Regions from separate parts of the Mus musculus genome. Here regions 1, 3, 4, 5, 6 and 7 are each linked to region 2. A link is a contact called in public HiChIP or PLAC-seq and promoter capture Hi-C data. All regions are on one chromosome and are shown on one strand. Each heading gives the region's core, a stretch centred on a gene start, on an enhancer-like site or on the middle of the called end of the contact. The rest is flanking DNA. Distances are from core to core; before and after follow the strand shown.

The links. Promoter capture Hi-C pulls out the DNA fragments that hold promoters and counts their contacts. HiChIP or PLAC-seq counts read pairs in DNA pulled down with a chosen protein or histone mark.
Region 1: a promoter capture Hi-C map of hippocampal neurons shows a contact between it and region 2, with 7 times the contacts expected there. The contact joins the promoter of Rchy1 here to the promoter of Btc in region 2. A contact is called at or near these places in 9 of 39 promoter capture datasets (the 3T3-L1 cell line, cranial neural crest, embryonic stem cells and 5 more) and 7 of 115 datasets of contacts at active chromatin or transcription factors (acute myeloid leukemia, astrocytes, embryonic stem cells and 4 more).
Region 3: a FOXA1 HiChIP or PLAC-seq map of pancreatic cancer cells shows a contact between it and region 2. The contact joins the promoter of Cdkl2 here to the promoter of Btc in region 2. A contact is called at or near these places in 8 of 39 promoter capture datasets (the 3T3-L1 cell line, cranial neural crest, frontonasal cranial neural crest and 3 more), 1 of 115 datasets of contacts at active chromatin or transcription factors (pancreatic cancer cells) and 2 of 9 other capture datasets (adipose tissue and liver).
Region 4: a contact with region 2 is called in a promoter capture Hi-C map of liver, with 3 times the contacts expected there. The contact joins the promoter of Rassf6 here to the promoter of Btc in region 2. A contact is called at or near these places in 3 of 39 promoter capture datasets (hippocampal neurons and liver) and 1 of 9 other capture datasets (adipose tissue).
Region 5: a FOXA1 HiChIP or PLAC-seq map of pancreatic cancer cells shows a contact between it and region 2. The contact joins the promoter of Ppbp here to the promoter of Btc in region 2. A contact is called at or near these places in 2 of 39 promoter capture datasets (hippocampal neurons and liver) and 1 of 115 datasets of contacts at active chromatin or transcription factors (pancreatic cancer cells).
Region 6: a contact with region 2 is called in a FOXA1 HiChIP or PLAC-seq map of pancreatic cancer cells. The contact joins the promoter of G3bp2 here to the promoter of Btc in region 2. A contact is called at or near these places in 3 of 39 promoter capture datasets (cranial neural crest, hippocampal neurons and liver) and 1 of 115 datasets of contacts at active chromatin or transcription factors (pancreatic cancer cells).
Region 7: a FOXA1 HiChIP or PLAC-seq map of pancreatic cancer cells shows a contact between it and region 2. The contact joins the promoter of Uso1 here to the promoter of Btc in region 2. A contact is called at or near these places in 4 of 39 promoter capture datasets (cranial neural crest, hippocampal neurons and liver), 2 of 115 datasets of contacts at active chromatin or transcription factors (the NIH/3T3 cell line and pancreatic cancer cells) and 1 of 9 other capture datasets (embryonic stem cells).

The regions. Positions count from the first base shown.
Region 1 is chr5:91,961,282-91,964,810 of GRCm38.p6, forward strand. Rchy1 (ring finger and CHY zinc finger domain containing 1) reads right to left here and starts at 1,787. Exons shown (of 9, transcript NM_026557.4): 1 at 1,349-1,787. The coding sequence starts at 1,438. It also overlaps the pseudogene Thap6.
Region 2 is chr5:91,400,636-91,404,484 of GRCm38.p6, forward strand. It overlaps Btc (betacellulin, epidermal growth factor family member), which reads right to left and starts at 2,359. Exons shown (of 6, transcript NM_007568.5): 1 at 2,023-2,359. The coding sequence starts at 2,086.
Region 3 is chr5:92,040,642-92,044,509 of GRCm38.p6, forward strand. Cdkl2 (cyclin-dependent kinase-like 2 (CDC2-related kinase)) reads right to left here and starts at 2,401. Exons shown (of 14, transcript NM_016912.2): 1 at 2,158-2,401.
Region 4 is chr5:90,639,215-90,642,870 of GRCm38.p6, forward strand. It overlaps Rassf6 (Ras association (RalGDS/AF-6) domain family member 6), which reads right to left and starts at 1,313. Exons shown (of 11, transcript NM_028478.3): 1 at 1,173-1,313.
Region 5 is chr5:90,766,365-90,769,928 of GRCm38.p6, forward strand. Ppbp (pro-platelet basic protein) reads left to right here and starts at 2,154. Exons shown (of 3, transcript NM_023785.3): 1 at 2,154-2,359; 2 at 2,689-2,818; 3 at 2,953-3,564. The coding sequence starts at 2,239. The coding sequence ends at 3,043.
Region 6 is chr5:92,081,778-92,085,655 of GRCm38.p6, forward strand. It overlaps G3bp2 (GTPase activating protein (SH3 domain) binding protein 2), which reads right to left and starts at 1,967. Exons shown (of 11, transcript NM_001080795.2): 1 at 1,752-1,967. Gm46933 reads left to right here. Exons shown (of 2, transcript XM_017321256.1): 2 at 1,095-2,388. The coding sequence ends at 1,796.
Region 7 is chr5:92,136,510-92,140,031 of GRCm38.p6, forward strand. Uso1 (USO1 vesicle docking factor) reads left to right here and starts at 1,429. Exons shown (of 24, transcript NM_019490.1): 1 at 1,429-1,654. The coding sequence starts at 1,589. It also overlaps a transcript of G3bp2 not described here.

The DNA of each region.
Region 1 (3,529 bases), core at 537-3,036, 560 kb after region 2:
TAGATAATTGACCAGTCTGAAAAAATTCATCCAATGCAATGAATGCTCACCAGGCATGGCCTACAGAAAAGGGTTTAAGTTGCCTTACAGATCTAAGCCTATCACTTAGTCCTAACTTATAAGGTCAGTGACCAGCAGAGCTGATTGTGAAGGTGGCGAAGGAGGAGTTGATGACCACTGTGGGTGCTAGTTAATATATACTCCTAGTCATTTCTGGGGACACACCTCTTAAAACACCACATGTGCACTCTAGCATGCAATCATCACATGGTTTATAAAAGAGGGACTTTCCCTGTTGGCAGAGAAGGCTGAACCTAGAGACTCTCTGGTGAGGCCAGTACTCTAGCAATGACCTATATATACCCCCAGCCCCACCTCCTTTTTTTTTTTTTCTTATTTGCATTAGCATCTCCTGGCTGGTATTCCTTCTGCCTCTGCTTCACAAATAGCTGGAAGTATGCATCTCCTGGAGCTACAGGCCTTTACCACTAAGACCAGCTTCCAAACTTGTATATTTTATATGCAAGCTCTTTAAAAAGTAGCTTGCTCCAAATTACACAGCAAGTTAAGGACAATCTAAACTATGAAGGGAAAGCTATAGGATTCCAAGAGTCAAAGTTTCTTCTCAGTGGGAGGCGACTTCTGAAGACTGAAGCCAAGGCCTTCAGCATTATAAACTCAATTCTAAGGCTGAGTTATAACCCCAGCTCAAATCTCAGGCTTTCTCAACAAAATATTAAAACTGCTTCTTAAAAAAAAAAATCAGGTAAGTCTTAACTGTGTGAGAGTCATTTTTAAAAACTCTAGATGACTAGAACGTCTCAAGCAGGAAAAATGACAGCATATATGTATTAGGCACTCCTCCAATATCCAACTTAATGGCAATCACCCAACTCTCACTTCACACAGACATTTTCTCCTGGACAGGTCTGGGCATATTCCTAGACAAAAAAATGAAGCTGACAAGCCATACTATAAACTTCCTACACGTACAGAAATTATATTCTGATTCTTCCCTTGCTTATGCTTTCATCACTGCATCATACGCACTTGACAGAAATGCCAAGGCCCTTTCACTTCCTCATTCTACTGTCAACCGCAAATGACGGATAAACCCACAAGGGAGGTGAATTTAAGCAAGGGCCAAGTCTTTACAAACAAGAACTTGGCTTGCAGCGGCGATCGAGTACAGAGCTCCTGCTCGCCTTGCCAAAACGTTTCCTGCAAGGAGAGCCCAACTCCAGATGGCAGGTATCCTGACAAGCAGCTCGGTCTGAAGCTTCTGCCCAACCTGCCCTTGCCAGACCCGACCGCAGCTCATCGAGGAGGTACCCTCTAAAGTCGTCACCTTGAGGAGACAAGCTCTGTCATAGTGCTCGCAGCCCCGCGGCCCCTGCGCCAGGTTGCGGACGCCATCTTCCCGCGCCGTCGCCGCCATCTCCTCCTCCTCCTCCTCCACCACCTCCCCCTCACCAGCCACTGAACCTTTCCCCCAGCTTGGAAGCCACGCCTTAAGGAAGCAGAGTCGGTCGGACACCCGCTCCTCCTCGGAGCAGCGGCCACCAGAGTCAGGAAGGGGGGGTCCAATCACGTGATCTGCAGCATCCGGATTTCCGGTCCCTGGTGTAAGGGGTGGAAGCCAAGTGAGACGCTTAGTCCGTCGTCCACGTTAGTCGCTGTCGTCACTGCTAATGGTAGTAAGTCTTAGGTTGGCTCTTTTTCCCCGCCCCGGCATCGCTGCCAGCCCTGATTGCGGGCGAAGGGGACCGCTGCGTCGTCTGGCGGGCGCTGCTGCGAGCCGCCGGCGCCGGTGAGGAGCGGCCCCTCCCGCGGCTGCTCCGAAAGGGGGCGGGGCTCGGCGGCTGCGCGCGCAGGTCCGAGTGCCGGCGGCTGTCCCGGTCTCCTTTTTTCCCTGCGCCCCCTTTAGAAAATATTGTGCTGTCACCCACCCAGGACTTAAGAACGCAAAGTGAAAAACAAGTAGCCACGCCACGCCCCCGTGGAACTCACAAATGGGGAGGGGGAGAACGCCACGGCATTAGATGAGGTCACAACTTCCACACTGGAAGGACAGTCCTGTGTGGTGTCCCTGGGGAAGGAGACGCTCGAGCTGAAAGTTGAATGGCAAACAGTACGCCAGCAGGAGTTAGTGTGTACCAGACCTGTGGGAGAGAAAAATCTGGCCCGTAAGAACATGAGAGAAATAAAGAAGCCTGCAGAGTTTGAATCTCAGACCTCAAGGTGCATAACTTTATGTCCACTCTTACAAAATACCAAGACTTAGAGCATTTTATCAGCAAAACTTCAGGTGTTGGGATCTGGGAGAAGGGAGGCAATTGTCCGGGAGGAGATGCCTTTAGCTTAGCCCTGGAGTTACTAACTCGTTTTAATTCTCTTCCAGTTGTGTTAGGAGTTGCTAAAAACATGGTGAAAGGTTGCTCGGCCATTGGATGTGCCTCTCGCTGTTTACCAAATTCCAAGTTAAAAGGACTGACATTTCATGTGTAAGACTTTGCTGTACTCAAGCCAGATACTTTTAACTTTTTACTAAAAATGATTCTACCAGAGTCTGCAGTTACAAGCTTTTGTTCCCAGTCTTTTTAAAATAACCTTGTTAAATTTGAACTGACAATGGTCCCTTTATAATGTGCAAGTTTCAAGTGCCAAGGAATGAAAGACCAGATAGCACCCCCACCAAAAATAAAATACCCCCACGCACAAATTGTCAGGCTCGTCTTTGCTAATGTTTGCATTCTAACTGTGTTACGGTCTCTACTGTTCATATGTCGATCATCATCTAACTGAGGGCTCTGTTCAAATACCCATACCTTCTTTTTAGAAATAGATGAGGTGGAGTGGTTCACTGTAAACTACATGTTCAGATCAAGGATTATTTAGCTGTGTGAGTTTGAGGATTCTAATTTAGTGTTTAGCCATTCCTGTGACACCCTAGGAAGGGTCTAATAGGATTTAATAAGCATACTTAGGATGTTCGCAGCTTTTGTGAAGCACTGTTATTACTAGGGAAAGATCTAGTTACTTTACTAGGCAGGGAAATAAAAAGAACCTATGTGCTACCATGTCCCAAAACAATATTGAACTAGCTTAGAAATGTTGAGAAGTCTGATTATTGCCTCCTGTATATGTCAAAGTAATTGTAGCTCCAGAACCGTAGACGTGCCAGCTGTTCTCCGCATGAGTTCATAAGGCATTTATAGACCTGCTATGTATGAGTTGCTATACAAGTTATTTTCAGGTTTGACAGAAAGGAGGAAGTATAAGAGGCCCTCCTATTCATTGAAGACAAATTCTAGGTATCACCTCAGAAAGGGAAAGGCCAAAGGTATTCTTCAACCGCTGTAGAGAAAGAAAAACCTTTAATTGCAAATCTTGCTACAGGCTAAATGTCCACTGAAACATTCATATGCTACTATAAAAATTTAAGGGCTGGTGAGATGGCTCAGTGGGTAAGAGCACCCGACTGCTCTTCCAAAGGTCCGGAGTTCAAATCCCAGCAACCACATGGTGG
Region 2 (3,849 bases), core at 1,109-3,608:
CCCTCCCACACAGCACCCTAATGCCGGTTTTATCTCCTCTGATTCATTGTTTACTTCCTCCATTCATGACTTGTAACTGAGTCTGCTTAACTGCTTATTGATTTCTGATGAGATATTTTAACTTGTCTTGGATTTGTTTTGGGGTGTTTATTTTTGTTTTTTGCTTGTTTGTTTTGTTTGGTTTGGTTTTGTTTTTGATTCTCCCTAATCTACACTTTCTCTCAAGCCAATTGCTTCTTTCTTCAGGAGAGAATTACTGCTGAGTCAGCATCCCTCCACTAGAGGCTTTTGCCTTCCCCACTCTTACCCCGACTTCCTCCCATCTTTCAGGTTCTCCCAGTACCCACACATATCTTCTGTGTGACTTCTCATCATTCCATATTCAACATGGAGCTCTCCCTTCTCTGCTTGTCTGAGCTTTTCCCTGTCACTTTGGCATTCCCAACTCAACATAAAGCAAGAACCACACCTAAGAATCTCAGGACCACTCTTCTGCCTGCTTCCTGTATACATTAGCATATAGTTCACTATACCAAGATGAAGAAGATCTTGGCTGGGGGGCAATCCAGACAAGGTAGAGGATGTGAGTGCCAGCTGTGTTTAAGTGATACTGACAATAGTCTCAGCACTTCCTCTACACCTCCATCTCATGTCCTCTTGGTTCACATCACTCTACAGTGGGTTAAGGTGACATGCCTCCACTGTAGGCTAAGCCAGTCCTTCCTCTCTAACCTGGACCTTACATGCAGTCCTTCTGCCACCAGGTTGACAAGCATTTTATCTGCCTCTCTAGTTCTGGAGACACAGCCAAACAAAAATTTCACTTATATTATCTGTTTTTACACCTTGATAAACAATCTTGTCCCTTTTTACAGTTGTTAGCCCTCTCCAGGCTTGAGAGAAGGTATATAATATAGCACGGTGACACATAAGAGGTCCCTCTCCTTACAATGTCTCAATGCTCTTAGATTCCACATAAGGCTAGAAAGCACCCTTCCCTTCCAGAACCCCCAAGGACCTCGAAGCAGAGGTCTGGAGATGGCTGGGCTCTCCCACCAGGCTGTCCTCTCGTCTGCTACTCAGAGGCAGAGGGCAGGATGCCACCTGAAGCTGCACTCTGCTTCCACAGCTCTGGCTTCCAGGGAGCCGCCTCTCCTCTCTTGCTTCTGCGGACATCCAGGAGTTCTCAACCAACAGGCCCTAATTTTCCAAATAAAGAGATGTATTTCCTCTCCTGACTTTTCAAAGTAGGAAGCAAAAGGTCCCAAGTGAGGCCGTTTGGTATTTTTTCATTTCTCTTTGCTTTCTCGTCCTGAACGAAAAACAGTCACAGAAAGCTCTCAAGAGAGGACTTCTCCCTCGCAGCTCCTGCCACACGAATGGAAGAAAGAAAAGGGAGAGAGAAGGTGTGTGTGTGTGTGTGTGTGTGTGTGTTTGTGTGTGTTTTCCAGGAACGAGACAGAGAGAGAGAGAGAGAGAGAGAGAGAGAGAGAGAGAGAGAGAGAGAGAGAGAGAGAGAGAGGAGAGAAGACGGGACTGCTTTTGAGACTACCAGTAGCTTAGGAGGATTCATCACACACACACACACACACACACACACACACACACACACACACACACACACACACTCACACACACACAAGCACGTTGCTCTCCAGTCCATGCATGTTAGGAATGCCCGCCTCTGCCTTCTGCAGGTATCCTTCTCGGTGCAGACTCCCTTGCTTCTTCCTTTGAGAGTCTCCTCCCATCTCAGGCACCTGCTAAGCACCTCCCGGGTCCCTGCCAGCACCTTCCGCGAGCTCTGCTCCTGGCACTTCAAGGTGCCACCTGAGCACAGCCCAGCAGCAGGCAGCAGGATCCCTGCCGCCCTGGGCCTCGAGTATACCCAGGGAAGACTCCAACAGGTGCAAGCCAGAGGCGGGATCTTAACTTCACCAGCTCACTCTTTCAGCAAGGTTCACAGGACTCCAGCCCCCATGACTTTCCTCCTGATCTGTAGCTCTCAGAATGAACACTTACCCAGGGCAAGGACCAGGAGCAGCGGCAGGGAGCTGACACTGCTACCCGGGGCTGTTGGGTCCATCAACTGTGCTGTGAGGGGCAGGGCAGCCCCTGGATGAGTCCTCAGGTTCCTTCTCTATGCCCTTCCTGGGCCCTGGCACCGAGAGGGTGCTTGAAAACTAATCCCTGAGCCAGGAGGAAGCGAAACTAAGCAGCAGGCAGCCTGCCTACAGAGCAGGGAAACACCCGGGGCGGGCAGCCAGCGGGCTCCAGTGTCACCCAGAACTGGGAGCCTCCTATTTATCCTGGAGCCTTCTGCACACACCCCCGGAGAGGCACACCACTTGGTGCTGGTAGCCTGCACGCTGCTCCCACCCAGCTGCCCCACACCCATACTCACACCCAAGGACACGCTCAGAGGGCCACGGGGCCAGCTCTCCCACTCCCCCTGCTGGGTCTCACCTGACGGTTCATTTCTTTCCCCCTGTGGGACAAAACAAGGTAAATGGGGCCCAGAAGAGAGGCAGAAGAGGACCTGGTCATGTGGCCTCAACTCATGAAGCCCTCTGGGGGAAAGTCTAGAAGTCTCCTTCTGGCCTAAGGAGCGAATTCTGAGACTAGAGCGAAGTTCACTGAAAAGAAAAAACAAACAGACAAACAACAACAACAACAACAACAACAACAAAAAACCACAAAAAACCTCAAGCATTTGACAGTTGACGCAGACAGGCGATTTCTCAAGAGTCATTGTTGTCTATAGAATTCTTAAAGTTAATACTTCAGTTTTCAGTGCCTTCTAGTCAGTTATTAATTAGCCGGGCATTTTAGCTTGCCAAAACGTCCTTTTGAAATTTCATGTATCAGCTGGATGTGGTGGCACATGCCTCTAATCAGGAGGAGAGCAAGTTTGAAGGGTCAGCCTGGCCCACATAGCACAATATTAGCTCAGAAACTTAGTAACAAATCATCTGAGTAAATAGATAAATAAAAGAACTTCATTTCTATTTTATTTATCCATTATTTTTTCATTTGTTTACCTCTTAATTCTAGTAGGATCTTTCTGTTTCTTTTTCGTGTGTGTGTGTGTTTGTGTGTGTGTGTGTGTGTGTGTGTGTGTGTGTGTGTGTGTGTGTGTGTTGTATGCTTGTGCTTTGCCAAACCTTATCTCTATTTCATCATGCCTAGTAATGGGAACTTTTTATGCATTGAGCCGTCTCTGGAACCCAAAGACACACTGAACAGCCTATAAAAGGGTTCCAGTTTTACCGTATAGCACAAGTATATTTGCATCTGAACTGACCAAGGGGTTTGGGTCTTATGAACTGATTTACTGATCTTGTAAAAGCAATGCATACAATGCATCCACCTTCAGAAGTTGCATTTCTGACACTGGAAAGTACAATAAACATTTTTTTTTACATATGAAAGATAAGTCAAGCATTTGACCCTCCTTTTGAACCCCATTATATAAATTAAGCAAGTGATATTTTATTTCTAAACCGATCCTAGTTATGTTAGTGCCGTAGGCAACTGATGTATCTAGAAGAATGAAGTTTTAAATCCATCCATTCTAGTTAACCCCTTAGAGCCCTGGAAGAGGGAACCGTCTCAGATGATTGGGTGGGGTCCGGAGCAGGGAAGAACTGAGAGATAGAGGGCCATGCACCACAGAGGTGATGGAGTACAGGAAGCCATCAGGGCTTTAGAATGGTGGCACTCCCTCCGTATGTCTCTGTCCTTTTATCTTCCTGGCATCTGCTAGTGTAGGAGGGCTCCTACACCAAGGCTCCTCTCTGAGATGACACCATACTTAACATCTGCCTTCTTATCACCAACAGACAGTGG
Region 3 (3,868 bases), core at 1,151-3,650, 640 kb after region 2:
AACCATACACACACACACCCATACACACACATACACTATACACACACACATTTGTCCATCATGCCCAGCATAAATTAATTTTTTTAAATCTGACTTTTGAATTTAAATTCCAGCAGCCATGAATAAAAAAATATTGCTCTAGATCCTGATTTGGTTTCAACATGGGCTGGGGAAGACTTAAACTTTAGGTATATTTATATTTTAAAATATAAATATTAGGTGATTATACTCAAATGACGACTCACAGTTGAATTTTTAAGAGCCTGACCATACCAAAAAAACAAAAACAAAAACAAAACAAAAAAACCTTATCACAACCTCTTGGAAGGAAAACACTTCTTTCCACTTAATATTAATCGCATATGATATATAGAGCTAACTTACCCAGACAAGAAAAAGTGGTGATGTTTTAGTGGCTTCTAGTATATTCATAGAAAAGGGGGAAAACCAACCAACCAAACAAACAAAAAACATTGACTTTTTATTCTAAAAAATTATGATAATCCAAAGTATATATTACATTTTCAACACTTGTCACCTAAGTGTGTGTGTGTGTGTGTGAGAATCCAAAGTATATATTACATTTTCAACACTTGACACCTAAGTGTGTGTGTGTGTGTGTGTGTGTGTGTGTGTGTGTGTCTGTGTCTGTGTTAACCCAGGGCCTCCAATAAGCTAAGCAGGTGTTCTTTCTACCACTGAAGTACACCATCCAGCAGCCATTATTTGCACAGTGTAAATGGAGATCAACACAGAAAAGAGAAGATGGAGAGAATGAAAAGAATCCTAATTAAAATCAAATTCAAAACTCTTCACTATCTTATTACCACTTTGGGTATTAGATTCTACTTAAAACTATTTACAGTGTCATAGGCACTGACTTCCCATATAGTTCACATTTTAACTTCTTTTTACCTTTAATTACTTTTATAATAAAAAATTTACATTTGGAAAAACCTTCAGTGTGATTCTAACTGGCATAGTTTTTAACCTTCCCTTAAGTATATATTGTAAAGGAGTAAGCTTTAGGCTAGTGAAAATAATACAAATAGCTGGAATCTATAGCCTAGATCGTTTTTAAACATATTGTAATTGGCATCCTAGATATTTAAAGATGCAAAATGAACCAAATAAAAATGACCTTAATCATGTCTAAAAGGTTCTGAAACATATTATAACCTAGTATTATACAAGTGAACTAATCCAAATTTATTTTCCCAACCATGTAGACACACTACATAGAGCACACCTACTTGTTCAAGTGGGACTGTCTAAAATACCTTAAGAATATCATGGCCTAAAATATGCCTTGTTTCCTCAGTAACTTATAACCCATCAGTTTCTTGCCTTCTCACTCTTAAATCTATGGGTAGCACGTGGCATACAAAAAAGAAGTCTGGTGCGATGGCACTATAATAATTTAGGATATGTGCCATACAAGCATACTGTTCAAATACTACCAATGTTCTTTGGTTAAAATCAAACTGAAATTTCTTATACATAAAAGAACGAAATAACTGGGTTTTTACAAAGTATTATACTTACTATTTCTTCCAAACCCTTCACATGGAAAGAGCCAAAGGTTTTCAACTTGGAAACAAATTTAAGGTGATATGCATCTCGCTAGCAGATCTAAAAAGATGCTGACTAGCTAGCACACTAGCAATCCCAGTATTGGGATTTCCTCTGCGGACGCAATTACCGGTCCTAGGTGAAGCAGGCAGGGAGGCAGATTGGCTTCTGCCCTCCGCAAGCTCACACTTCCGAGGACTACGGGCCGCATGCTGCCGTCGTCAAGGCAACGACCTCACTCGGTCCCCAGCCATAGGCAGTCTCCAGAGAGAGAGAAAGGGCCCGAGTCAGAATGCGTCTGCGACAGGCAAAGACACAAGCACCTGTCAAGGACAACAGCTGCAGAGAAACGAACTGAGGAAAACAGAGCACCGCCGGCCGAAAGCCCTCGGGTCGCTCAGCTCAGGGAAGCAGCACCTCGCCAAGTAGCCCTAGGCGAAGGCGTTGGCCACCCTAGCTGCAAGGGGCGGCTCTCACCCGCCTGGTCCCGCCCCGCCTACGGCGGAGCCTCCCTGATCCTGATTGGCTGAGGCCTGTCGTCAGGCGTTGTGATTGGCTCTGTGCCACCCCGCCCCGCCCCTTCACCTGGAGCTCGCAGGTTCGCTCAGCTGACGGCCTCGTCCCCACACCTACGGTCTTAAGTTTGTAGGGACCTTTCTGCCGGCGCCAGGAGACCTCTGCTCTCAGGGGACCGCAGGTTGCCCCAGTGGCCACGAGGAGAGCCAAGGTGACGGTTCGCTGGGACTGAGGAGACCATGAGATTTCCCAGCTTGCCCGCCCGCGGCGCGGCGGGGCGCTGCGGGGCGCGGGCCCCACCCGGGGAGGTTCCGCCCAGCCGCGATTCCTCGCTTCCTTTCGGTTCCGGGCGGTGGACCGGAAGAGCCTAGTAGTTTATTTAGCCGAAATTGGTGGGATGAGATCTGTTGACAGACCTGACAGGAAAAAGGACCCTGGGACGCCAGCCTGGTAGGGAAAGATTTGGGGTGGAGCCCAGAGAGGACCAGAAAGCAAGAAAGGTAGGTGCTGACTGCAAGCGGCGCAAGCTGGAGCTTAAAGCTTGCCTTCAGCTTGAAGACTAGATTAGCCACGACAGGGCAAGATCGGAAGACCATTACCAAGCATATGCTGACGTCGTACGAGAAGCCGGGAAATGCTTTATCCCTCCTTATTAAGGGACTGAGATTGTAAGGCCAAATAGTTTTACTTGTATTCACCTATAGCCACACAATTTGTACTCAACTAAATATGTTTTTTTTTTTAATAGCTCGATCCAGGAAAGTATCCTTGATAACAGACACGTATATGCCTAGCCAGCACCCAGGGGTTATTCTTGCATAGTAAGGTGTAAGAGCAATTGTTTTATAATTTTTCTTAGTTCGGTACTGCATTAATCTCCCGGTGCTCAGTTACCATCATTCACCAAACTGCTTAAAATCGAGTTCCCGAACCTACAATTTTGAGAACCACCTCTGGAAACAGGGTATGGGTTTTTGGTTTTTTTGTTTTGTTTTGTTTTGTTTTGTTTTTTTGGGGGGGGGTTGTTTTTGGATAACCCAAGATGTGAGTTATAATGTAGCAATGAGCTGTGACCAACTTGAAGATAATTCCCATCGCTTTACTCTAGATTGTAACAAACCCCATGAGGTTTAAATAGAAAAATATTTATGAGTGTTCTGCCTGCTTGTATGTCTGTGCACTGTGAGCGTGCTTGGTGCCCACAGAGGTAAAAGAGGGCGTCAAGACCCCCTGGAACTGGAGTTACAGTTGGTTTCTGATTGCCGTGGGTCCTCAGGAAGAGTGACAGGTGTGCTTGGCCACTGAGCCATCTCTCTAGACATTCATGTGAACTTTTATGTACAAACAGGTTTATTAGGGTGGGAACCTCATATTTTACTTTTTTCCAGTTTTACAAAAAATAAACAGTTGAGTAGCAAAATTAGTGGTATACATGGGAACTGAAAGGACAAAGGCTATAAAAATGGTGAACAGGTGTTGCTTGAGAAAATATTTAAAAGTTGGAAATAACTGTAAAGGAACTAGAGGGTAGTCAAGAAGTACAAGTTCCTTTGGGAAATAGGGTAGTTCAGTGATGGCATGCTTGCTTGGACTGCACAAAGCCCTGGGCCCCACATCCAACAATTTATACACTAAGGCATGATGGTTGTGGCACAGCCCTCTAATCTCAGCCCTCGGAGGTAGGGAGCAGGAGTGCCGCAAAGTCAGGTCTCTCTCAGCTACTGACCAAGCTCAAGACCTAGCCTCTGTGAGGCACCATGAAGAAGGGAAGGGGGAGGAA
Region 4 (3,656 bases), core at 63-2,562, 760 kb before region 2:
CTTCCTTGTCATTTAAGCTGAAGAGTTAGAGCCCGACAAAGCATGAGCACCAGACTGTTAGCATATAAAGAAAGTCACCATCATTTGACTGTAAACCATTCAATATGTGTTACAACAGAAGGGCTTAGCCCAGATAGTCTAATTTGATGAAAGTCATTCAAATGCAGTCTTTCATGTGAAGCATAAAGGCCAGGGCTTTACAGCATAAAATAGATAGTAATTTTCTCACTACAGATGCTTTTTATTTCCTCAGAAATAAACACCACTTTCACAAAATAAAAGTGGATAACATTTAAGTTTAAACTGGCCTTCAGGTAGGCTAAACACTTGGAAGTGAGGAGAAGCCAGGCAGTTTTACCACTACAGAGCTGCTGCTGCTCGCCCATGGTCACCAGGTCAGTCTCACAAGCACTGTTCCTCTTCCAGCATCCTCAGGGTCTGGTGTTGTCTGTCCAGCTCAGGTCAGTTTGTCCTCCCCGTCACACCCATTTTACAGATCTGTAGATTTGTGGGCGGTGACATACGATGCGATGCCGTTTGTGGAAGAACTGCCACCTGTTTAATCCCCACTAAAGTGCCCTGAGACACATGGTATCATGTTTGTTTTATAGATGCCAGACTTATGAGGCTTAGATATGGGAAGTAACGTTCAAAGTGACAAACTAGTAAGTAGCAGACACAAGGCTTGATCCTATGACTCTCCAGCTTCAGAATCTGGATGCTAACTCACAGATGCCCTTGTGATTACGGTCATCCTAACATTGTTTGGTGAGGTCTTCATTATATCTCAATCCCTTCTCAGTGAAGCTGATTTACCTTGAAGAAAGGAACATTTAACTGACCCCTCAAGTTAAAGGGTCTTTCCTTTACGATGTAGTCATGTATGACAAACTTGAAACACAAGAAGCAGCTAAGGTAAAAGTCAACGAGCTGGCTCTTTGGGAAAGGGGAAGGCAGGGTGGTCTTGCTGCTCCAAACGCCCCTCCCCACTACTGTGTCCTAACCCCCTCACGCGCTTACCTTCTCCAGGAGAGTATTCTGAAAAAAAAATTCTGATTTAAGGCCAACTCACACTAGGGCTCAGGTTGCGCTGATGCACGCACGGGTTTACGCTTCCTGACTATGGATTTCAGTTTCTCTAGACCGCTCTCAAATGCTCCCCGCACCCCTACCTGGTGTGCCTGTGTGTGGACTGAGCGGGGCTCTTCGCTTCAACCTCCAAGTTCACCTGCTTTTGTGCCGGGCAAAGGAGACTCTTGTGACCAAGCAGCGCGGAGCCTGAGGTGGCGAGCTGTCCCTTACAGTAGTGGGAAGGCGGAGCTGCCTGCGGGTGACAAGGCGTCCTTGTCACTCACCTGATCACTCACCTGCTCCGAGCCGAGGCAGGCAGTCAGGGTGGAGGACACATGGCTGGCCCCACAGTGCTGCTCCAGGCAGAGTTTCGCAGCCCCAGCGGCAGTTAATTATTACAAGGTTGCCCATCGCAGGGGGTGTGAGCAACCTGAGCCACGCCCAGTGCCTCAGTGCATGTTGGGAGTGTTTACTCTGTCCTTGCGGCCAGCAGGTACCCTGCTCTCTGCAGTAGTGGACTGATGGTGGGGACCTTTGTCAGTGACAGGCTGCAGGATCTTTGCTAGCCAACTGTGCTGCAGATAAACGGCTCCAGCTAGGACTCTGCGTTTTGTCTTTGAAAAGTTAAGTTGTCTTTCAGCTTGTGATTTCTTAATTTTCTTTTCCTTAGTCTTGGCTTTCTGCCAGCACCTTTGCACCCAAGACTTTTTTTTTTTTTCCTCACACCCTTAGGGTGTGCCAGAACCTTCCAGGCAGCTTGCAACATCAGGGCTCATGTGCCTGGCCTGACCACCTGACTTAAATTGGGTCTTGGGTAGCCGTATTATTATTTTAAGAGAAGGTGAGGCAGGCTTGACTTGTGTTCTCTGAGGTGGAATGCTGACTGAACTGAAGGTCTGACAATGACGCTAGAGCCCCAGTGCTTGTTTGATGTGTCTATACGGTGCCTTCCATAGGATTCTAAACTCACGCAGAAAGGGTCAGACAGTCGAGTTAGCCTGTGGCCATTGAAAAAGGTGAGGGGCTTTGAGATTTAACAGGCATTGGTCAAAAGAGGTATCGGCCATCACTTGTACTAGCTTGGCCACGTTGGCTCACAGTATACTGGTGTGTGGTTGCTGGCGTGGACTGACCTTTGGATGATAAAGAACAGGACCTGCAGTGTTTACAGCTCTGCTTCTACAATGTCTTGCTCAGATCCTGGCTGCACCCAGTCGCCCGTGCTCAAACGGATCTCCTGTTTGTTTTCAGTGTCTGGGCAACACTGGGTTTCTGCCTTTATCTGCAGCCTTCCCTTTAAATACTTTATCCTCGTGTAGATGTATAGTTTTTCTGTAGACTGTAAAGCCATATAGCATGCACAATGTGAAAAATTTCAAAAACACAGAAATGAAACAAAAATATTTACAAATCTATCTCTGGAATAAAATTATTGTAAGCAGCGGGCTGACTGTCATGGCTGACATATTTACTCTGGGAACATATCTGAAGGTGGCTGCATAGTTTGCTCTTCTATAACTTATCTTTATCTCATAAAAGATATTGTGAACAATTTACCATATGTCAGGGTGGGTTAATTTTTTTCTTACAATGTATTTTAACTAGCGGCACTGTAATATGCCATATGCATAGAGCATTATTTATTTAAGCAGTTCCTTATTGAGAGGGAGTTTTATTTCTAAACAACACTACAGCGAATTTTTACATGTAATTGCTCTGAACTGTGGTTACGACCTTACAACCTTCAAAGTGAAGTAACAGGATGAAAAAGGGTATATACTTTAAATTATATTAAAATTTATTTTACTTTTATCTTATGAGCATGGGTGTTTTGCCTGTGTGTGTGGACACCATCTGCTTTCTGTGCCTGCTGGGGCTAGAAGAGGGTATTGGATCCCCCAGCAATGGAGTCACAGACAGTAGCGAGTCACCATGTGGGTGCTGGGAACCGAACCTGGGTTCTCTGCAAGAGCAGCAGGTGCTAAGTCCTTAGCCATGCCTCTAGATTCTAAAAGTTTTCTAATCCAAAGAATAATTTATTGATTTCATAATCCTAGGGTAATATGTGTTCATGAGTTATTGTACTTCTTTCCAATTATTACCAGTTTGAAAGTTTAGAATTCATATTTTATTTTATTTTATTTTATTTTTTGAGACAGGGCTCACTTGATAGCTATTCCAGTCTCCAACTCTCGACCTTTTGGTTCATTTCCTTAGTGCTGGGATTCAGGTTTATACCATCCTCAGCTGATAAATGCTGTAAATGTGTACAGAATTAGTTACTAGTAAAGTCGAAGTCTTTCTTACATTAACCTTGCATATTCGCTTTTTTTGTTTTTGAAATTTTCTCTTTGCCCATCTTCCTCTTCTTTAAAATGTGTCTTTACAGAGGAGACTTACAACTCTACCTTGGATACGCCGTGGCTTGACTTCCCAGGCTTTTCATTTATAGCCTAGTCTTGTCTGTGATATTCTTGACATAAGAAAGTTTCAAAAAAGTAATCAAATCTATTTTCTTTGTTATTTTGAAATTGAGTTTCATAAACAGCTTTTCTGATGATCCATTTATGCATTTTCTTCTAGGG
Region 5 (3,564 bases), core at 904-3,403, 630 kb before region 2:
AACCAGCCAACAGATAGGCTTTATTTTGAGTCATAGAAACTTGTTTGTTTCCGGAGTGATTGCTATTTATAAGGTGGCTTAAGGGGAAAACAGATAAAATAACTTACCACACATTTTTAAAAAATGGGGGTGGCAATGAAAGATTAATTTTTAAAAGGGCTATAAAGTTATTTTAAAGCTAAGAGACTTTGCTATCCATTTTCTGTTATGCAAAAATTATAATTTTATGCAAACCAGATACTTTTAATTGATTAGCTGTTATAAAATACTTTTTACACATTTTTACAATGAATCAACATTGCTCTTTATATTTTATATACCATAGAAACAGAAGGAGTTTATACAAATGGTAGTCATAGTAATGAACAGTAGTAGTAGTACCACTAGTGAATATAGAGTATTATTAAATTCCAATGCCTTGGGCAAATATTTAGTTATTTCTTGAGAAAGAAAAAGTTAAATGAATAAGTCACATAAGAATTTTATAAAGTCTGGAGCATATTTGTTATTTAATATTTTTTGAGTAAACAGAAACTACCAAATAGTTGTTTTATCTAAAGGCTGACTAATAAAGCCTGTAAATTTTACATGACAATTAATTTGTTGATACCTCCTTCTGAACCTTGCTGACAATGTCTTCTTTGTGACAAGATGCATTTATTGATTGACTTAAAGCAGGTCATCATGGGGCATGCCTGCAGTCTTAGCACTTGGGAAACTGGAGGGGGGGGAGAGGAGGAGCCTATATTCAAAGCTATCCTAGGCTATAGAGCAGTGGTTCTCAGCCTTTCTAATGCTGTGACCCTTTAACTCAGTTCCTCGTGTAGTGGTGACCCCTAATCATAAAATTATTTTCATTGCAACTTCATAACTGCAATTTTGCCACTTTTATGATTACAATGTAATTATATATTATTATGCAGGATATCTGATATGTGACTCTGTGAATGGGTTGTTTGACCCTCAAAAGGTCAAAACCCACAGGTTGAGAAACACTGTGAGTTTGAAGCCAGCTTGTTGTACACTGAGTGTTCCTTGCACCTAAGATACTTTATACAGTTCCTCTCAAAGAACTAGAGTAACCTTAACAATTGAACACGGAAAAAAAGTTTAAGTGGCGTTAAACATGGAGAAAAATGTACAGTGAAGCCCATAAATACTGTCAAGAATGGGGAGAGTTGTTTGTGGTGGCCAGAAATGGGAAGCTTGTGAATAATGTTAAAAATTCTTTCCATTTCCCTCTGAGTTTTAGAAGATGTGTAAACCAGCGACTCCTATAGACTCGTGCTTCTGTACAGCGCGATCTTCCTGTGCATCTGTGGTTAATGTGTGTCTCCATAAATATATACATATAAATGCATCTACAATAGAAATGCCAAACTTTTACTTGGCAATGGTAGCTACAGATGGCTACCATTGAAAAGCAGTAGTGTGGAGTAACTGTGAAGGGAAAGGGGCATATTTAATTTTCATATGCCTAGAGTGTATGAATATTTCATTAAAAATAAAAGAGACAACAAATAAGTTGATCTTGATATTTTTGTACACTCATACAGTAGAAACAAGTAATTTCTTACATAAAGAAATTTTTATTTACATATTTGGATAAAATCAAAAGAAGGTAATTTACTCAGAAGACAGAGAGAAGCCCATAAACTCACACCCAAAGTGAATCCTTCATATTAAGTGACTCAATATTTTTCACCCCACACACCTTACAAATTCTGATACCCAGCAGGAACCAGCACAGGAACTCTCTCTGTCATTTGGTGGGAGTAGAGAAGCTCCTCCTCAAAGACCACAGGCTTGTGACTGAAAGTATGCTCAAGAGTCCACTAAGCCCCAAAACTACTTTGTAGAAAAGGTGTGGCCTGTGACTACCTGCTCACACAGAGAATGCAGTGATCTGACCTAGGTCTGACCTCTAAGTCGGGGGCTATGCATCTGTATGAATCAGAGCCAGAGAGAAACAGCAGGAATGTGGATGAACTGATGCAGAACTGGTAGCTAACTCTGCAGGATTTTTAACCTGTCTGGTTGATATGGGTTGGACACAGCTTGACCATCCTTTTATGGTTACAGAGCCACATACACTCACTTCCCCTTCCCCACCTCTTCGGCAGTATAAAAAGAGGTCTGGAGGCATATAAAGCAACATAGCAGCAGTGTTCTGGGCAGCTCAGCCTCACGTTGTTCCCTCCTGGCTCTGGGGACAGTTCTAGCTCACTGCTCTTCATTATGGGCTTCAGACTCAGACCTACATCGTCCTGCACCAGGGCCTGCCCACTTCATAACCTCCAGATCTTGCTGCTGCTGGGCCTGATCCTTGTTGCGCTGGCTCCCCTTACAGCTGGAAAATGTAAGAGAAATTCAGGGAAAGATGAGTATGAAGGCTGCTTCCCTTCATCATGTGTCTAAGCGGCTTGTGGTGCTCATGGTGGGGCTTGGGGTATGTGCATGGATTGTATCAGTGCTTCTGGGTTTGGAGGATGTAGTGACTAAGAATTCTAAGACATACTTATGAGGACTTCGTTACATGGAAGACAATCTGCTAGCTTTGCCATTCAAAGTTTACAGATCCTATTCACCATGTTTGTGGGAAAGAGGGGCAATTGCCTTCAATTTACAAGTTAGGAAAGGGAGGAGAATAATGCATAGTCACCAATTAAGACTTGTGCTCCATTGTAGCTGATGGCATGGACCCATATATCGAACTGCGCTGCAGATGTACGAATACCATCTCTGGAATCCCATTCAATTCTATCTCCCTTGTGAATGTGTACAGGCCAGGAGTTCACTGTGCTGATGTGGAAGTGATGTAAGTCCCTGATTCTTTGTTCTGCTATTGTCATTATAGAAACCCTCTCCACTCTTTTCCTCTTTCCTCCCTCCTCATGGATCTGTTCTGACAGAGAGGCTGTTGTACACAGACCATCATTTTCTCTTTGGCAGAGCCACACTGAAGAATGGACAAAAAACGTGCCTGGACCCAAATGCCCCTGGCGTCAAGAGAATCGTCATGAAAATCTTGGAAGGTTACTGACCAGCTGCTTCATCTGTGCCAAACCATTTTCCTGCTCAGGAAGGGTTGAGGGTTTGAAATCTGGACTTGGTAGAATTATTTTTCCACTTTGAAATTGGGATGTTCTCTCGTTCTGTCTCAGAAATCACACTGTATTCTGAGAAGGCATGATAAAGAATGTCACAACAAACAAACAAACAATGATGAAGACGGGCAAGCCAAGTTGCAACCTGCAATTTATGGTCTATTTCTGCAGTTCTTGGCTAAGCATTCTGACATGTCCTGCATTTCTCTATTTGAGCTTTTCTTTTCAAATGTACTATGTCAAGTTTTCATTCTGTGTTTTTAATAATTATTTCTTTTAGTTTTGAGATTATAATTACATCCCTTCCCCTTTCATTTTTCTCCCTCTGAACCCTTCTATATACCCATCCTTGCTCTCTTCAAATCCATGGCTGCTTTTTTTTCCCATTGAGCATTGTTATATACATATATAATGATAAATTTCGTAGTGGTCAATTGCAACGGAAATCGCCTGGAGT
Region 6 (3,878 bases), core at 717-3,216, 680 kb after region 2:
GAGTCTAGGTCTTCTGTGTAGCCCTGGCTGTCCCAGAACTCTCTGTAGTCTACAGATCTGCCTGCCTCTGCCTCCTGAGTGCTGACATTAAATCGTGCATCCATGCCCGCCAATATTTTGATTCTGAATTCTCAATAACCTAAACCATCACAATAAACCAAGCCACTGGGAAACACACTTTGAAGCCGTTCTCACAATCAATTTGTCAGAACAAAACAATTTTCATACACTGAGATTAGATAGTGCATATGTCCGAAAACGGTAACGAAGGGACAATATATAATTCAGTCGTCCTAAGGTCCAAACTGACCGAACTCCCCCTCCCCCATTTTTTTGAGTCAGTATCTCACTGAGTAGCCCTGGCTGTCCTGTGGAAGTATGTAGACCAGGCTGGCCTCGAACTCAAAAGACCACCTGCCTCTAACTCCAGAGTGGTGGGACACTGGGTCCAAACCTAAAGACCATAAAGGGATCACTGAATTTCGCTAAATCAAGTGTTTACTCAAAGTTTGGTTCACATGCCTAGGGCTACAATAACTGCCAAATATGGAATTGGGACAAGAAATTACTATCCTCACTTAGAATTAGTGCATCCTTTTAAACTGCAGCTAATGGTTCCCCTGCCTAGGTACTTGGAACAAGCGAGGTATAGTGTCTAGAATCTAAAAACCAGAAACCTTAAGCTAATCAACTGCACAACAATCACACCCGGAGAGAAGGGGGCAATTTTCCTTGATTCAGATTTGCTGCACGTGTTTTGTTTTTAAGAAGCAAAAGGCATCTCCTCAATGTTTTTTGTGCTTTGGTTTAAAACTAGTTATATCTTGGGAGTAGAAATTGTGAACACGACCCTACAGCCCCCCCCCCCCCCCAAAGCACCACAGGGGTACCTAAATAAATCTGCCCTTAGAGACGCAGGAAAACCTCAATCAGACTCCACTAACGAAATCCACACCATTTAGGGAAACTTACGTTCTTCTCCCCTTGTCCTACCCCAAAGAATAGCAGGGGGAGAAAAGCCCATTCCCAAAGCACTGAAACGTCCTTTTTATTCCTGGGTAACAGGAGAGATTGTCTGCAGAAAAAGGACGTAGGAGACGCACGTTACAGTCCCAGTATCCGAACACGTTCGGGATAATCCGGGGAGGGCGGGGGGAAACGCCGAGCACCCGGCAAGTGGAGCGGCGGCCACCTTCAACCCCGGATTCAGTTTCCGGGCACAGAAATGGTGCCCGGAGGCCGCTACTTTCGCATCTGCGTTGCTTCTGCCTCCGCCGACACGGCCTCCTTCCCCTCCCCCACGGGCGGGGCGACGACCGGGAACTAGGGCCGCCGGCGAGCGGAGGAACCAGGCGGGTGGGCTTCCTACCCTGAAACCGCCTCTGCAGGAGCCCACTGCCCCGCTTCGCGGCTTGGCGCCCGTTGGCGCGCTCTGGGAGCTGGCGGCGGACAGGGTACCCCCGGGCTGCTTCATCCTAGCAATCCCCAGCCCCACCTGTGCCCTCCTCTGCACCACGCGCGCAGGTCATCCTCCTCCCCACGCAGCCTTCCGCTCACCTTGCAGGAAAGGCTCGGCTCTGCACGCACGCACGCACTCTTGCTGGCGTAGGCAGCCGGCGAGAACAATGTTTCCGCCGCACCAACCCCGACACCAAGCGCACACACCGGACGGTTGCCGCGAGCCGCGGAGCGGAGGGAAATGTCCCCTGCCGACCACCACACCGACCGCCCCTCTCGGCCCCCGTACACACCTCCAACCAACAGCGGCGGCGGGCACGTCGCGCGGAGGTCAGTAGTGTCGCGGGATCGGCCGCAGCAGATTCTCCTCCCTCGAAGCAACCCGAGGCTTCGGAATCCGGAGAGCCGCGAGCTCGGGGCCCCTCACAGCCACCTCTTCCCGAGAGCCTAGAGCTGCAACGAGCTCCAAGAACACGGACGTCCCGCCCCCTTTGCCGCCGCCCCCTCTTATTGTTTTACCCCTGCGGAAAGGGCTAGGGAACCCCCCAGCACAGCGCCAGCCAATCAGGCATCAGTTTGGAGAGCTAGACCCAACCTTCTCGCGTCCCACTGCGGAGCACGCGCAGAACGGCGCCGCGCTCGCTCGCTCGCTCGCTCGGGCGTCCGGAAAGCCAGGGAACCGGAACCGGCCTAAAGTCGGGGCGAGAGCCCGCTGATTTGACGTCACAAGGAAGCTGCCTTTCTCTTGCAGTGATGCTGAAGCCTCCCTGTCCTCTCAGGTGGCGCGAACAAAAAAGATGGCTCGCCGCTAACCAGTGGCTTTTACAAACGGTTATTCCTGGAGCCTTTATTCGTGATAAGAGGGAGCAAATTTAGTAATGGTCCTGGTTGCTGCGTTATCGGAGCATTAAAATGCAGTTTTGAACTCTGCACAGTGAGCTCACCTGTATTGCTTAATTAGCCTGTTTTAGGAAATGGAGGTTTAAAAGTCTTTCTCATCAATGTCAAACAGCTAGTTTTAAATAAGGGTGCCGAGCTATGGAGTATGGGGAAAGTATGACATAGGCTGTATGGGCTTGGGGCTTTTGTATGGCCTTGGTGGCTTCATCCTTAAATGGAACTTACTGGAACAAAGGCTGAAAGGCTTAAAATTTAAAAAAGAAAAAAAAAGCCACTTATAAATCTATGCCACTGGGACTTAGTTATGGAAACAACACTGCTTCATGAACCTTGATTCATGGGGAAAAAAAAGCCTTTGTAGACCAAATGTTACTTTGCCACTAATAGCAATGTTTTCAATTTCAAGATAGCAGAAGAAACTGGGAATGAAGCTATGAAACGGTGAAAGGAACGGAAGGGCAATTGAGAGGAATAGAACACATTTTAATCAAGCAAAATGCAGGATTAAATACATCCTCAGTTTTCCCTCACAGTAGAGATTTCCTAGAAGAAGAAAAAAAAAAGGTTCACAAAAGGCAATGCTGATTGGTACTTGAGCCTCCAAAATCTACACTGGCATTATTTTGGATTGCTTAATAATTTTTATATGCAAAATATATAGGCAGACCATCATTTATTAAATGACTCTGAGATGGTTTTTCTTAATGCATTACTTCTGCAGATTACCTTTTAAGTACAGTGTTTATAGACCAGATACGCTACTGGTATTTTATAAAAGTCACTTATGTCTCACAAAAACCCACTTACGTAATTACCTATTTGAATGCACACTTTACAGATGAGGAAAGTGAGACTTACGAGACGGTTTACCCTAAGGACACGCTCGTATTACTCATCTCAGCCAGGCTCGGGGCTACATACCTCTAATCCCAGCACCTGGGAAGCAGAGGCAGGAAGATCACAAGGTCTAGGCTGACCTGGTCTACGAAGCAGATTCTAAGTCAGCCAGGGGTACATAAGGAGACTCTCTCGATAATACTCAAACAAACAAGGACTACTCATGTTAACACAAGCACTCTGCATCCATACCCCACACCCCTAATTGTAAACGACAGAATGCTGCTACTATTGACTGCTAAAATTTCAACTGTTTCCAATCACATCGAATGCTTCTGGTTTGTTTTGGATATTTCAAGACCAAGTTTCTCAGTGTGGCTCTGGCTATCTTGGAAGTCACTCTGTAGACCAGACGGGTCATGTGTGATACCATGCTGGGCTCCATGCAGTGTTTTTGTAAGTATTCTTCATCCTGTAACCTGAGATAAGGTGTGTCTCCAGGCCTTGCTGTGCATGGGATCAGATCGGGGTTTGTTAAAACTCCCCTCAGCGTTTGTGATTCTGCAGATGTGTGCTGAGGGCTGAGAACAGGCACATCCCACAAGTACCAAGGGATCATAGAGCTGCTCTGGGAAACCATTCTACCACCCCTAAGACAGAGGGCAGCAAATGTCACTGAAGGA
Region 7 (3,522 bases), core at 179-2,678, 730 kb after region 2:
CCTGAGACGCTGAAGTGGAGGCTTAAGGAACTAGCAGGAATCTGCCCCACAAAGAGGGAAAGGGCATACTAAAGCAAGAGAAACATGTTGAGTATTTGAGGGACACTGGCGCTTCAACCCTAACAGGTGTGTCTGCCAAACTAAGGAGTTTGGATGTCATTATATAAACCGGGGAACCACTGGAGGATTCTAACAAGAGGACTGACATACTTCCTCTTGGGCTCACCCAAGGGTGTACTGTGGGAAGCCAGGGCTGGATGTAGACAAACTAGTTAGGAGCCTACTGCTGTAATCTCAGTGTGGAAGAATCTGAGAAATATTCCTGCACACCATACACTCAACATTGGACAGGTGAAGGAGGAAAGCCGGAGTCTTCGGATTCCTCCTTACAGACTAGGGGATTATTTGGGTAGAGGTACTACTGAGCACGCTAGGGCACACCGTGGAAGCATACTGATTTCTTTTTAGAGGGAGTCTGGGGGAGACATAGGTCTTAATCGTCACATCTGAGACCTATGGGGAATTGAAACCAAGAGAGGCATGAGTCAGTTGGTTTACTAGACTCCCTTTCAGAGTCAAGAAATTTGCAAAACCATGTGTACCTGGCAGCCTCATTTGGAAAGAACAAGTATAGCGATTTGGAAATATGACATTCTGCTTGCTAAAACCATTGAAAACGTAGAAATTAAGAATTAATTTTAAAAAGGGGGGCATTATGCTACCAAAATGACACAATGGAACAATTTATTTCCAACCTCTTATTAGAGATAAACGAAGGGGGTTACTTCTCACACTTGAAAATGAGCGGAGAACCTGGTGTTTAGATCAAGGAATTCTTTTTAGCGGGGCTGAGGAGCAAGAACTTAGAAACGCGCCCTCGAGTGGTAGTGGAATGAGGGGTCTCTAGCACCCCCTTTACCACCAAACAAAGCCCTGGGTAGAAATGCAATTTGCGAGGATCAAAAGGCCACCTCGCTCGTACCGCTTAACCGAAAGAACCATACGAATCTTCCAGGGGACAGGACACCCTTCTCCCCCTTACCTGTCACGCCGGCCAAAGGAAAATTTCACTTTCGACTCAACAAAAATAAACCCTCAGGTTTGACAGCTTGCAGTCCGTCCCGCTCTCGGCGACAAAACACCTACCAGCCGATGCTCCTAGTCTAATCAGAGCCTCGGGAGCCGACTGGGCAGGGCTGCGACCACGTGGGTGACCGCGGCCAGCAGCAGCAAGCAGCGCAAGGAGGAGGAGGGGGCGTGCCCAAGTGGTGGGAGGCCTGCTGGTAGGCGTGGCCTGTGGGGCCGGGCAGGTGGGCGTGGCCTGCGGCCCGGGGCTCCCTCCTCTCCCCTTTTGCCTTCGCCCTTCGAGCCGCCACGTAACGCCACGTCCCCGCGCATGCGCACCGCGGCTGGTGTCCGCGGCTGTTTCCGGGCTCGGGGGGCCGGAGAGGCTGCTGAGTAGGAGGCGGCGGTGGCGGAGGCCGGGGAGTGCGGAGAGCCGGCTCGGGGGCTAGGCCCTACGGGGGGCGGGGGGCGGTCGTGTTTTCTTTGGCAGAGGGGCTGGTGAAGCCGGCGGCTGAGCGACAAGATGAATTTCCTCCGTGGGGTGATGGGGGGTCAGAGTGCCGGACCCCAGCACACTGAAGCCGAGACGGTGAGCGCAGCGTCGCCGGGCCGGGCTGGGGCCGGGCTGGGTGGGTGAGATCGGGGCGTCTACGCCGCTCCCGTCGCCTGCCTTCTTTCCTTCCCCCTGCTCGGACGCGCGAGCTCCCCACGCGGCGGTGCAGCCCGGGCCGTGGTGACAGGAGGGCTTCGGGGACCCGGCACGGCGACGGACCGCGCGGCCCCTCCCTCCTTCCCTTTAACCTGTCGGCCGGCCAGCCTCGGTGCCGGCTGAAACCCGGCTCTACGGGGCTGGAAGGAAGTTAAGACCCAGCTGTTGGCGAAGGCTTGTGGCTAAGAATAAAACGATATTCTTGGGGCACAATGCCACCTGTTCCTGCCCCATCAGCTGTAAGAATGGGCGTTTGCCTAGGGTTGGTGGTTCAGACCCTACTTTTCAGGTTCACCCAAATGTGTCATGGGGCAATACTTACTCCTCTTGCACGCTGTAGTGATCTGCGCGCTAACCACTCTAGGGACTCTTCTGCTCTATTGGTGACATGATTTGTTAATGTTTTTCTTTTTTAATTATTAAGACATGGAAAACCGGCATTTGATTTTATGTTTAGGATACACTTCCTGGGAAGTTTGCAGAGCCAATTGGAAACTGCTGTGGATGGCTTACCTGAGAAAAATGAATTTAGATATACAGAAAAAAAAAAAAACCGCGTGTGACATTTTAAAGACAAACTTTGGGTAGTTGTCATAGCTCTGTTTTGTGGATTCAGAAGGGTCATAAAATAGGACCTGCAAGATAGGATGGAGTCTTTACTAATGAAGAGAGAATTAAAGTAACTTGACCAGAATCTTGGAGCTAGAATTTACTACGGGGGAAACTAAGAAACTAAGCTTTCTGCTAAGCTTAGACTTGATTGCTGATCCCGGGTTTCAGTTGTTAGCTGGCCCTTTTGGAAATAAGATTACCCACATTAATTAAGTTAGGATTACGTTAACTAACGAATGTAGTGTACTAATGTAGTTAGTGTAGTTTACGCATGTAGTTAGTACTGAGGGAGATGGAGGAGGCCTAGGACTGAATCCAGGGCCTGATTACATGGAGGGCAAGCATTCTGCCACTGAGCCAGACTTCCCACCAGGTTACAACGGAGCTGAAGGCTGTCACATGTGTTGTTTTTGAAAATCAGATCTCCTCTTCCCCCAATACCTGGCTTCCCTTGTTCCTCCCCACATGGCAACAAGGCTGCTGTTATTGGAAAGCCAGGGACTTTAGCTCACCACAGTCACAGCCCATCTCTTTAACCTTTCTGTGTTTTGTCTGATGTTTGTCTGTCAGAGACACACAAATTAAGAGCTGGCTTTGAAATGAGACCTTGATTTGAATCCAGGCTTCCAGGCTTGGTTGACTTGGACAGATCTGGGAAGGCTAATGCTTTCTAAGTAAAAAGTGCTGGCTCCTGTGGCTGTAATGAGTCTTTAAAGTTGAGAAACATGAAAGTGCAGCCCTTAGTAGATGCTCAGGAAAGGATGGACTTGACTCTAGTAGGTTAGGCTGAGATGATCCTTCGGCCTTGTCACAGTGACCTCTGTGGAAGAGGTGATGCGTTCTTCAGCGTTAGAGGAATTTGAAGCTGAGGCTCCTGGAGCAGCGAGAGGTCAAGCCTCCTCACTCTCCGCTCAGCAAAGTGACTTGTGCAGTTGGTACTGCGGAGCTGGAGCTGGGATGCTTGGTTCAGTGTGCATGGATCAGTATCATAGTTTTACATCATGACTTTATACTGATGCCCAGTGTCACCGTGGTGAACATGTAAAGAGAGACGAGAGGGATGCCCTTTTACTTCACTGGCTCTGAGAACTGAATCAGTAGTCTGTCTTTTGAGGACCGAGGTCACTGAGTTACTG